Linked DNA regions of Mus musculus: region 1 is linked to region 2. Evidence: chromatin contacts called from public HiChIP or PLAC-seq data. All regions are on one chromosome and are shown on one strand. The core of a region is the stretch at or near the end of the contact, and the rest is flanking DNA. Distances in the headings are between cores, read along the strand shown. Region 1 overlaps Focad (focadhesin). Region 2 has its middle 24 kb from the start of Focad.

Region 1 (5,110 bases), core at 371-2,870, 96 kb before region 2:
TATTTCTTAGGACTTATCTGTGCAATGCCAGGGATCAGGCCAAGGGTCTCCCATGCTGGGCAAACGAGCTCTTTACCACTGAGTCACACCTGCAGGATGCAAGCAACTTCCTAGGAACAACCCTCCTGATTCCTTTTAAATGTTTGTTTGTTTGCTTATCTGTCTGTTTATTGTACCACACAGCATGTGTGGAAGCCACGAGAGAACTTTTGAGAGTCGGCTCTTGCCTTACTCTCTTGCTCGGACTGCAGAGTGTCCTGCTGGCTGCAGAGTATCCTGCCGGCTCTGCAGTGAAGTACCTTCCAGGCAAGTCTGTCTCCAATTCCCATCTCCACATAGCAGTGTGAATTCCGATACACTCTCCCACATCTGACTTTTCACGTGGGTTCTAGGAATGAACTCAGGCCATCGGGCTTGCAAGAGCTTTTACCCACTCAGCCGTCATCTCAGCAGCCTTGTAAAGGTCTAACCCAGCCTGAACTCAGAATCATAATCCTCCTGCCTCTGCATATACTCTACCAGCATGGACCATGGCTCTTCTTGGTTCTTAAAGCATGGTGGGTTTTCCAGCATATCAGCATCATTACCTAGAAAGTGTGAAACACAGATCCCCGTAGCCCATGCAGATCTACTAAAGCCCTGGCATGAAATATAGGTCAGAGTGTAGCTCTCACCCAATGCCGAAGCCTCAGTTACCTTGGGGTTGCTAGGAATAGTGTTCATGCATAAGCAACTTTTCAAAACTCTCTAGGTGATTCTAATATGTTCCACACTCTGAAAGCTGCTACAAAGGGAAAAAATGAAAATAAAAACCTCTGAAGAAGGAAGTCAAGGGTAGGAATATTTCTGTTTATACTCTTTTACAAAGAACAAATTTTAGTAGATCTTATCTCATAGGCCAGCAGCTTGCTCATTAACACACAGGCTATTTCTGACTGCCAGATTAAGGTCATTGCTAAGAGGTAGTTCCACCCAACCTTTTACACCAAGCCTCAAAACTCACATCAAAATCATGTATATCAATCCCAAACTCTTTGGCAAGTAAAGCTATCCAGAATCACCTTCCATCCTGGGTGTCAGAGATACGAAGTCCAAATACTCCCAAGTCCTAAATGCCACTCAGCACATCACAGCAGGATAAGGTCTTGAACACTAACAGCAGTTACTGCCCCTATGTGCTCTTCTGATAAGCATGCTGGTGTAAGGAGTTTTGTACAGGACCAGTCACTAACCCTCCAGCTAAGGGTGGCGTTCATGACTACTTAAGAAGATAATCTGAAAAATTTACAACCAAGCTTTTATGTAATCACTAAGCTCTGAAATGATTTCCAATTCCTCTCTTAGAAGTCGGCTCTTGCAGAGATGGCTAAGTGGTTCAGAGCACCGGCTGCTCTTCAAGTGGGCCTGGGTTCAATTCCCAGCAACCCATGGCAGCTCACAACGTCCGCAACTCCAGTTCCAGGCCATCTGGCACCCACTCATGCCAAACATACAGGCAAAATACCATTGCGCATAAAATAAACTCTAAAAAAAGAAAAAGAAAGAGAAACCAGCTCCTTGCCCAACCTGGCCTCTCCTCTTCCTGTTTCCCCCAAAACCCCACTGCCTCTTATTAACCCTCTCATCTTCATTCCTCTTCCTGTCTCTCCTACCCCAACAAGATAACAATGACAGATCTCCCCTTGACAACACATTCAAATTAAACCAGGTCAACAGAAATAAAACACAGTCATCTTAAAGTAGTAGAAATTACACACATATGCAACCAGCTCTCATCTGACACAGCTTTGTTACACTCAGAATAGAAGGAACCATTCACTTTGTTGCAGGAAATGAAAGGGTCTATTTCACCAGCTACTGGATTCAGTCAATTCCAGTTAGCATCTCAAAGTTAATCCCTAAAGATTAGATTGAGTAGAATATACGAGAATAAAGGTCCAAATTAATTACTGATTTAGACCTCTAGATAATTAATTTCTCCAGGAAATTGAATGCATTCTAAGTGACAATACTGTAAAAAGTAACGTATGATACTGATTACAAGAGGCTGATAACCTTGAAAGAAGTGGCATAAAAAATGCAAACATTGACTCTTATTGATTAGGTTTGGATTACGAATATTATACTTTTTCAAACAACACAAATAACCTAAAATCAATTATAGTTGCCAAAGTTTTGTTTTTAAGCATAATAAACCAAAAAGCTAAATTTTCCCTTGTGAATCATCAAATTGATATGTGAATACACGTAAAAAATAATACACAAAGGCTTACACTCACATAATAGAATGGATATATCTTAATTAAACAAACTGCACCACTTCCATGCATGAGACTGACTGCCTCTTAGCACTACTGGCGTGTTATATAGACAGTCTTCACAGCAGGGGCAAAGCTTGATCAACAGCAACCTAGCCTCCTCCACCAGGAGCTCTTAAACTTCCTCCAAGTACTGACAATCAAACGTGTCCTCTGACTCTGCCTAATGTCCTCGTTGGGGTGAAACTGCCTCTGGTTCAGAATCACTACCTGAAGTCCACAGCAAGTGCAAAGCGAAGCACAAAGCCGACCGGGCTTTAACTTAAACAGCACTGAAAGTCATCAATCATGACCAAAAACTTACATTTCTTATGGAAATACGCTTAACAAAAATTAGCATTGGATGCACAAGAAAACTGAAAAGGCTTAAAGTGGGGGAAAAACGTAAAATTATTCCTTTACAAAATAAGTCTTATTCTAAAATAAACATCATTAGAGAATACAGATGCTAATTTGAGTATGACAGAAAATGAAGTTATTATCCTATCAAAAATATTATAATTAGAGCATGAAAAATGTCATAAGGCTGAGTATAGTTCACTCTTGATATATTCAAGATTTGATTATTAAATTTATGGATTATTCAAATTTTTTCTTTCTTCCTCTCACTTGTTGTTTGTTAGCCATTCAACTTCTTTCTTTAACATGTATTCAAATGAGAAAGTTCCAGGCATTTGAAAGGATACACAATTTAAACTCCAAAAATTTAATTGGGAAGTACCAGAGTGGGGGAGGGAGAGAGAAGGAGAGAGACAGAGAAGGGGAGAGGGAGGGAGGGAGGGAGGGAGGGAGAAGGGAGGGAGGGGGAGGGAGGGAGACAGCAGGCTGGCAAACGAGAAGCACACTTGTGTACTTCCTGATTATGGCTGCCTTCAGATCCCTTCCTGCTCCATGAGATCTCTACCATGATGAGCTGGAACTGGAACTCTAGACCAAAATACACCCGCTTTCCTTCAATAAATCCACTCATTAATTCAATCATTCTCAAATCTGCTACTCAAGCTACAATAGTTAAATTACCCCATCTTTGTTTAAAATGTATGGCTGACCCTCCAGCCAACCAGGTCATTTGTAACTAATGGTGGTAGCCACAAAGTAGGACATCTTGAAAATACAGCCAAGTGTGGATGCCACCATCCCTGTCATCACTGTAGTAGATTTTATACAAGCCATGCAGCATGCTTGGACTCTTTTTTTTTAATAGTCATGTCCTTATATCAAATAAAACTGAAACTAGAGAGAAAGGATGTGACAGTGGGAGCAAGGAACACAGAACTACACACACAAAAAAAAAAAAAAAAAAAAAAAAATTCGATTCTCATGTAGCCCAGACTGGCTTCCAAGTCACTATATAGCCTGCCTCTGCCTCCCCAGTGCTGGGATGATAGGTGTGCACCACAATACCCCATTCACACAGATCAAACCCAATGCCTACACATACTAAGCAAGAACTCTAGCAACTGAAAAATACATCTGTCTCCAAATTCTCATTCTCCAGCAAAGCACGAGTTCTCTGGCAAGAGAATTAGTCTCTCTTGACCAATGTTCCTTCATCTTTAAAATGAGCTCAGGCTAGATAGCTAATAGCTGATGCATAACCCACATGAACATTAAATCCCAGGCAGAGGATGCACAGGATACAATCAAGCCCTGCAAAGGAAACAAACCACAAAGATGGCGCCCCCATCTGTAATTATATGGTAAGCTTGAATGGCTCTAAGGGCAATGTCTGTGAAATGCAGGCCTCACCTATTTTTATCTCAGAGAGAAAAACCATTCTATATTGTCTGCTTCCTAGGAAAGTGCTGTGTCCAGAAGGATGATTAAACCGGAATTATCTAGCTCCTGAGATAGCCTATAGATCTGCTTTCTCCTTAAAGGAGAATAACATCATTTCTAAAGAGCAAAATCAATACAAATCAGACAAGCGGGTCACCCTCCATTGGCCTCCAGCGCCTGTAAATCTCTTAGTGTGCTTTGGTTTTCTTTTGGCATGCCACATGAACCAGTATGTTGAACATTCTTTGGCACTTTCCTACTTTGTGACATGCAAGCATTTTTACTGATATTCTTAATAAAGTATATAACATAGTATCTAACAAATAGAAGAGTTCCATTAACACTACCCAGAGTGAATTATGTCAGCCTAAAAGTTGGATCTCTGTCTTAATATTTTTTCTTCCTCATTGTGTGTCAAATGCACTTCTATAATGAATATAATTACACACACACACACACACACCAAACATGTCCCTATGTATTTATGTAGTCATAAACGAAAGAATATAGAAGATCATGAAAAATCAGTTTTGTTCCAGAGTCAATACTGTTCAGAGTGCGGGGGATGGGGTCGACAGAGAAGCCTACAAACTTAGATGCAAATATTTCCTTGCCCCCCCCCCCACCTTTCACTAGCATTACTGACAGTGGAGAGCAGTGAGCGCATCTGAAATTAGGGAGCAGAGGGAAAGGAGAATGATATATGCACGGTCCCACCAGACTATCACCGAGGCAATGATAAAATAAGGTATGCAACGGTAGTCACCTTTACAAGAATAAGTGCATCAATCTTAATAGAAATGAGCGAATAAAAAAATTAGCTGTGTGGCAGTTAAATCAGGAAGCAAAAGTTATCTGTAACCTTTAGGTCACCTCAACCTTTTGCCTCATCTCCGAGCATCAGAAAGCTATGATTTGATTTACATGGTGAATTCAGTGACTGGCACTGAGCGCCTTTCTCTGTGTGAGAAACAATGCCTGCAAGTCACCGTGCATTTCCATGTGTGCAGCTG
Region 2 (4,773 bases), core at 1,109-3,608:
AGAAGGTACAGATCCACATTTAGTTTTTCTTTTTCTCCCCCATGTTTACCAATAATCTGATCAGCATTTTAATAAAATTAATCTTATCTCCAATTTTAAATGCTTCTTTTATGTTTGTCTTGAGATGGCCTCACTTTGTAGCCCCGGCTGGCCTTGAACGAACAGAAATCTTCCTGAAAGGATTTCACCACTACACCTAGCTCTATCTTTTTTTAAAGACATGATCTCATAGTGTAGCCCAGGTTAGCATCAAATTCCTGAGCCTCTAGCTGCAGCCTAGGCATTAGGACAGCAGTTATGCTTCCTGCACTTGGCACTTTATGATTGTAACACTTAGCATTTCTTCTCGTTTCTAGGTGAGATTGATGCCTCACCCAGTACAGTGTTGAGTAAGAAAGATAGTAGATATTTTTACACCTCTCCTCATTGTTTTGTTTTGTTTTGTTTTTCAAGACAGAGTTTCTCTGTGTATCCCTAGCTGTCCTGGAATTCTCTCTGTAGATCAGGCTGGTCTTGAACTCAAAGATCTTCCTGCTTCTGCCTCCCAAATGCTGAGATTAAAGGCATCCGGTGCCACCGCTGGGGCACCTTTCCTGATATTAACAGGATATCTCTAACAGCTCCCATCACAGTGTGATATTGGCTTTGGAGTTGAAGTAGATATATTTTATATACGAGACTGCTGTTTGTATGCCGCATTAAATTAAATCACTTAATTCATTAGAATCTCCTAGAAAGAGGTGACACCTTATATGTTGCAATTTGTTAGTAATCAAACGTAATGTTCATATCACAGCTATAGAATATATGTGCAAAATTATACAAGAACAGCACATATTTTTTTTGTGCTTACCTTAATTGTTCATGGACTGTGAAATGATTTACCATGTGTTAATTGGGTCTTCATCATAATCATCAATTAGGAATGTTAGCTATAAAAAGACTCAGCTGTGCTTTATTCAGTGGCACACACCTGTAATCTGGGTGGTAGATCCTGGGCTACCCAGAGAGTTAGTTAGACAGTCTTTTTAAAAAAGGCTCAGCAGCAAAGAACAAAAATCTGTAAATTGTCACTTTCTAGCATGTTATTCTAATTATTATGCAATGTCTAGCTTTTTGTTTACTGGAGATAAAATTTAAATAACAGCAAGATGCTCCTATTTGAATACAGGTCAAAAATGGAAGAATTAATGTTTCTAAAACACTCATGTTCAGTGTATACTATGACAAAAAGACAATTTAAGTCACTACTCTAACTGTAGTCACAGCAAGTTGAAGTCTCACTAGATTCTAGTGACGAGAGGATGGATCTAAAGAAGGAATGCGAGGTGGCCTGCAGCAATGGATTTGAGAATCAACTTCAAGCAGTTGATAATTAAAACCACAGAATACCGGAGAGATGACTCAATGTTTAAAAAGCATACATTTGCTCTTGCAGAGAGACCTGAGTTCATGTTTAGCAGGCAGGATCCTAACCATATGTAACTGGTTTCCTCTAGGACATACAGTCATGTGCACAGACATTCACTCTTGTTAGTTTTTGTTCTGTTTTGTTTTGTTTTGCTTTTGTCAATTTGAAGAGCTGGAATCATCTGGGAAGAGGAACTCCCTTCTTCAGATTGGTCTGTGGTCATTTCATTGGATGATGGTTGATGTGGGAGGTCTCTGCCCACTGTGGGACATGTCATCTCTGGGTAGGTGGACCTGGGGTATATAAAAAGCAAACAGAGAAAGCCAAAGGGAGCAAGTCTATAAGCAGCATTCATCTGTGGCTTCTGCTTCAATTCCTGCTTCCAGGTTCCTGTCTTGCTTGAGTTCCTTGGTTGGCTTCTCTCTATGATATACTGACTGAGACCACAGTCTATCACAAAGAACCGCCCCCTCCTCAAGTTGATCTTAGACATATTGTTTTATCACAACAGTAGAAAGCAAACCAAAACACATGCATGCAACCATATCTTTAAAAAATGAAATAGATCTTAAGAAGTTTCCATAAAAAAGTAAGCCACAGAATAAAATGGTTATGAAGACTTAGAAGAAGAGAAAGAAGCCAAAGATAAAAGCCTACTCAAAACAAATAAGGATAGGTAGGAGAAGAAAGGTTTGAGATTTTAAATGAAAACAAACAAACAAATAAAAATGTTAGCCATGGTACTGGACACCAACAACCCTTAATTCCAGCCATTGGGATGCAAAGGCAGGAAGATCAGAAATGCAAAGCCACACAGTGAGTCCTTCCCTCTTCTCAACAAAACCAAAGTAAAACAGAATGTGAAATTGAAACAGGAGAGGAGAGAACTTGAGATGTTTTTCAATTGCATCAAAGGTTTCTAAGAGTAAAGCACATGAAAAGAAACAGCAAGACAGCCACAGCAGACCTCTCAGAGTGATAGTAATCTTCAGTGCCTGCCTCCTGCCCCACCTTCCAGAGGTCCCCACTTTCATACTACTTGCTTCCCTGTTCACAGGCACAAGAACATAACTTGTGTTAGACACAGTCTCAATGTCTATGGGCATATCCCAGCAAAGCCCATTGTTCTATTAGGGCTCCAAGGAATCCAGATGTGACAGCTGTTCTTGGGTAAACATGGCCACATCTGAAATGAACTACAATCCAGAAATGGAGTTCACACCTGTGAGAGGTTTTTGTTTTTGTTTGTTTTTTTTTTTTTCTTGGTTGGAGGTGGGTGAATCCACTTCTAATCCAGACCTTTGACATAGAAAAACACTCACCTTTAATGCAGTTCTTGAGGAGAGAAGACACACTTTAAATCTGGGCCAAACATTCTGCTGGAAGCCTATATAAGAATATGGAAGAAGGAAGCTTCTGCTCTTTGCCTGCTTGCTGTCACCCTGCTAACAAGTCCATTCCTTCCTTGGTATTGGAGCCTATTTCTTTAGAATTACATCAACTGCTGAAGACTTGTTAAGGCATTCAGTTTTGTGGACTGAGCAACTTCTGGATTCTTAGTCTTTCTGTTCATATTCAACTCCTATTATTGGGTTAGTTGTACTGTAGCCTGTAAGTGATTCTAGTAAATCTTTCTATATACATACATACACAACATATATATGTTTATATATGTATATATAAAGAGATTTATTCTATTAGTTCTGCTACTCTAGAGAGCCCCAGCTAATGCACCAGAAAAGCATCCCCTATACTTCCAGATAATTGAAATATCAGAATAAAGTCAGAAGACAGATCTATGCAAGCATAAGAGATCAGCAACAAAGAGCAGAGTTTGAGAAAGGACAGAGATGAGTGTGGGTTAGAAGAGTGTGGCTTTGTTTCAGCTCATGGATCCCAGCCTCAGCCAGGCAACAGCCCAGCCTCTTTTACCAATCATTCATTTCTCTTCTGAGCTTCAGTGTCCTTGCAATAATTCCTGCCTCTCCTTTCTCTCCACACCACATTTTAGTAACAAAAGAATTAAGATTAATAGGTAGAAGTCAGATTGTAATTGATTTTGAAATGAATGACATAAAATATCTCTGATTAACCATAACAAGAAATGGACAGGAACGGTATAAATAAAACTACTTTTTTACTGAAGATCATAAAAGAAGTCCTGAATGAATGAGGATCCTACCAAGATCCTGGATAATAATGACTTTATAAAAGAGCCAGTTCTTCTCAAATTAATTTATATGTTTAATGCAACTCCAATCAAAAGCCAAATGGGATATCTCTTGAAGCTTGACATAGTGATTCTAGAGTTGATTAGTTAGAAAAAAATAAAGAAGACAAGAAATCCTTTTTTTTTTTTTTTTTTTTTTCCCATACAGGGTTTCACTCTGTAGCACAGGCTGCCTTCAAACTCATGGCAGCCTTTTGTTCTCAGCTTCCCAAGTGCAGGAATTATAGGAGTGAGCAGCCACCACCAGCTGGCCTGGTGTTTCAAGGATGGCCTTGAACTTCTGTCCTCCTGCCTCCACCTCTCAAGTGCTGGGATCATAGGCCAGTGTCATCCTGCATATTTCATGTTACACAAGTGCTTTACTGAGCTATATCCTCAATCCAGGAAACACCTTATAAAGGATTGATGGGGGCTGGAGAAATAGCTTAACGGTTAAGTGCATTTCCAGCTCTCCAGAAGACAAGGGTCTGGTTTCCTGCAACCATTTCTGACCTCTTACAACTGTCATTAACTCCAGCTCCCAGGGATTCCACACCCACTATGTGACCCCACTGATTCCTACACAGACATGGTGTATACGTACAGAGATAAACACATATTAACATAAAATATATAAGTAGAAATAAAATGGAAACGATACTGTGGAAGAAAGAATGAATACCCAGCTCAAAAGCTGCAGAGTGATGCCTCTGGGCACAGCAGATTGGTTCACAGGTTTCTCCCCTTTTCATAAGTGACTGAAATGTAGCCATGTTACTTGCAGCCGAGAAGGTAGATACAAGGGTTTGTTCTACCCTGATTAAAAGACGCAGATGTGCCAGATACCAGCATGGGTGGAAGTCAGAGACCATCAATCAGGAGTTCTTGCCTTCCACCGTGTGGAGAAGGCTCTCTCTTAATGTTTCTGCTGTCTGCTGTGTACTCTAGGCTGGTTGATCCATGAACTACCAGGTGACCAAGTGCAATTTTCCTGTCCCTGCAATTTCCCCCTACCCCCGTCTTGCCATGACAGTGCTGGGATTACAGTTATGCATGGGTGCATCTGGTTTTTAACACAGGCTCTGAGTACTGAGCTCCAGTCAGGGAGATTTTGAAGCTAGTGCCTTTATTTGCTGAGCCATCTTCCCAGCCT

Evidence for each region. HiChIP or PLAC-seq counts read pairs in DNA pulled down with a chosen protein or histone mark.
Region 1: a BATF HiChIP or PLAC-seq map of CD8 T cells shows a contact between it and region 2, with 6 read pairs. The contact joins two enhancer-like sites. A contact is called at or near these places in 2 of 39 promoter capture datasets (the 3T3-L1 cell line and 3T3-L1-derived adipocytes), 2 of 15 datasets of contacts at CTCF or cohesin (CD8 T cells and the NIH/3T3 cell line), 4 of 484 Hi-C or Micro-C datasets (CD8 T cells, double positive thymocytes, nephron progenitors and 1 more) and 1 of 115 datasets of contacts at active chromatin or transcription factors (CD8 T cells).

What each region holds. Positions count from the first base shown.
Region 1 is chr4:88,163,696-88,168,805 of GRCm38.p6, reverse strand. The region is part of intron 5 of Focad (focadhesin); the gene reads right to left. Among named protein-coding and RNA genes, the nearest start is that of Mir491, 44 kb to the right of the region's middle. Within about 2 kb of position 1,620, at least 62 of the 459 cell types and tissues checked have an H3K27ac peak or open chromatin away from gene starts, as enhancers often do. A contact at or near this core is called in CD8 T cells, where this site is marked.
Region 2 is chr4:88,068,681-88,073,453 of GRCm38.p6, reverse strand. No RefSeq gene overlaps it. Among named protein-coding and RNA genes, the nearest start is that of Focad, 24 kb to the left of the region's middle. Within about 2 kb of position 2,358, at least 12 of the 459 cell types and tissues checked have an H3K27ac peak or open chromatin away from gene starts, as enhancers often do. A contact at or near this core is called in CD8 T cells, where this site is marked.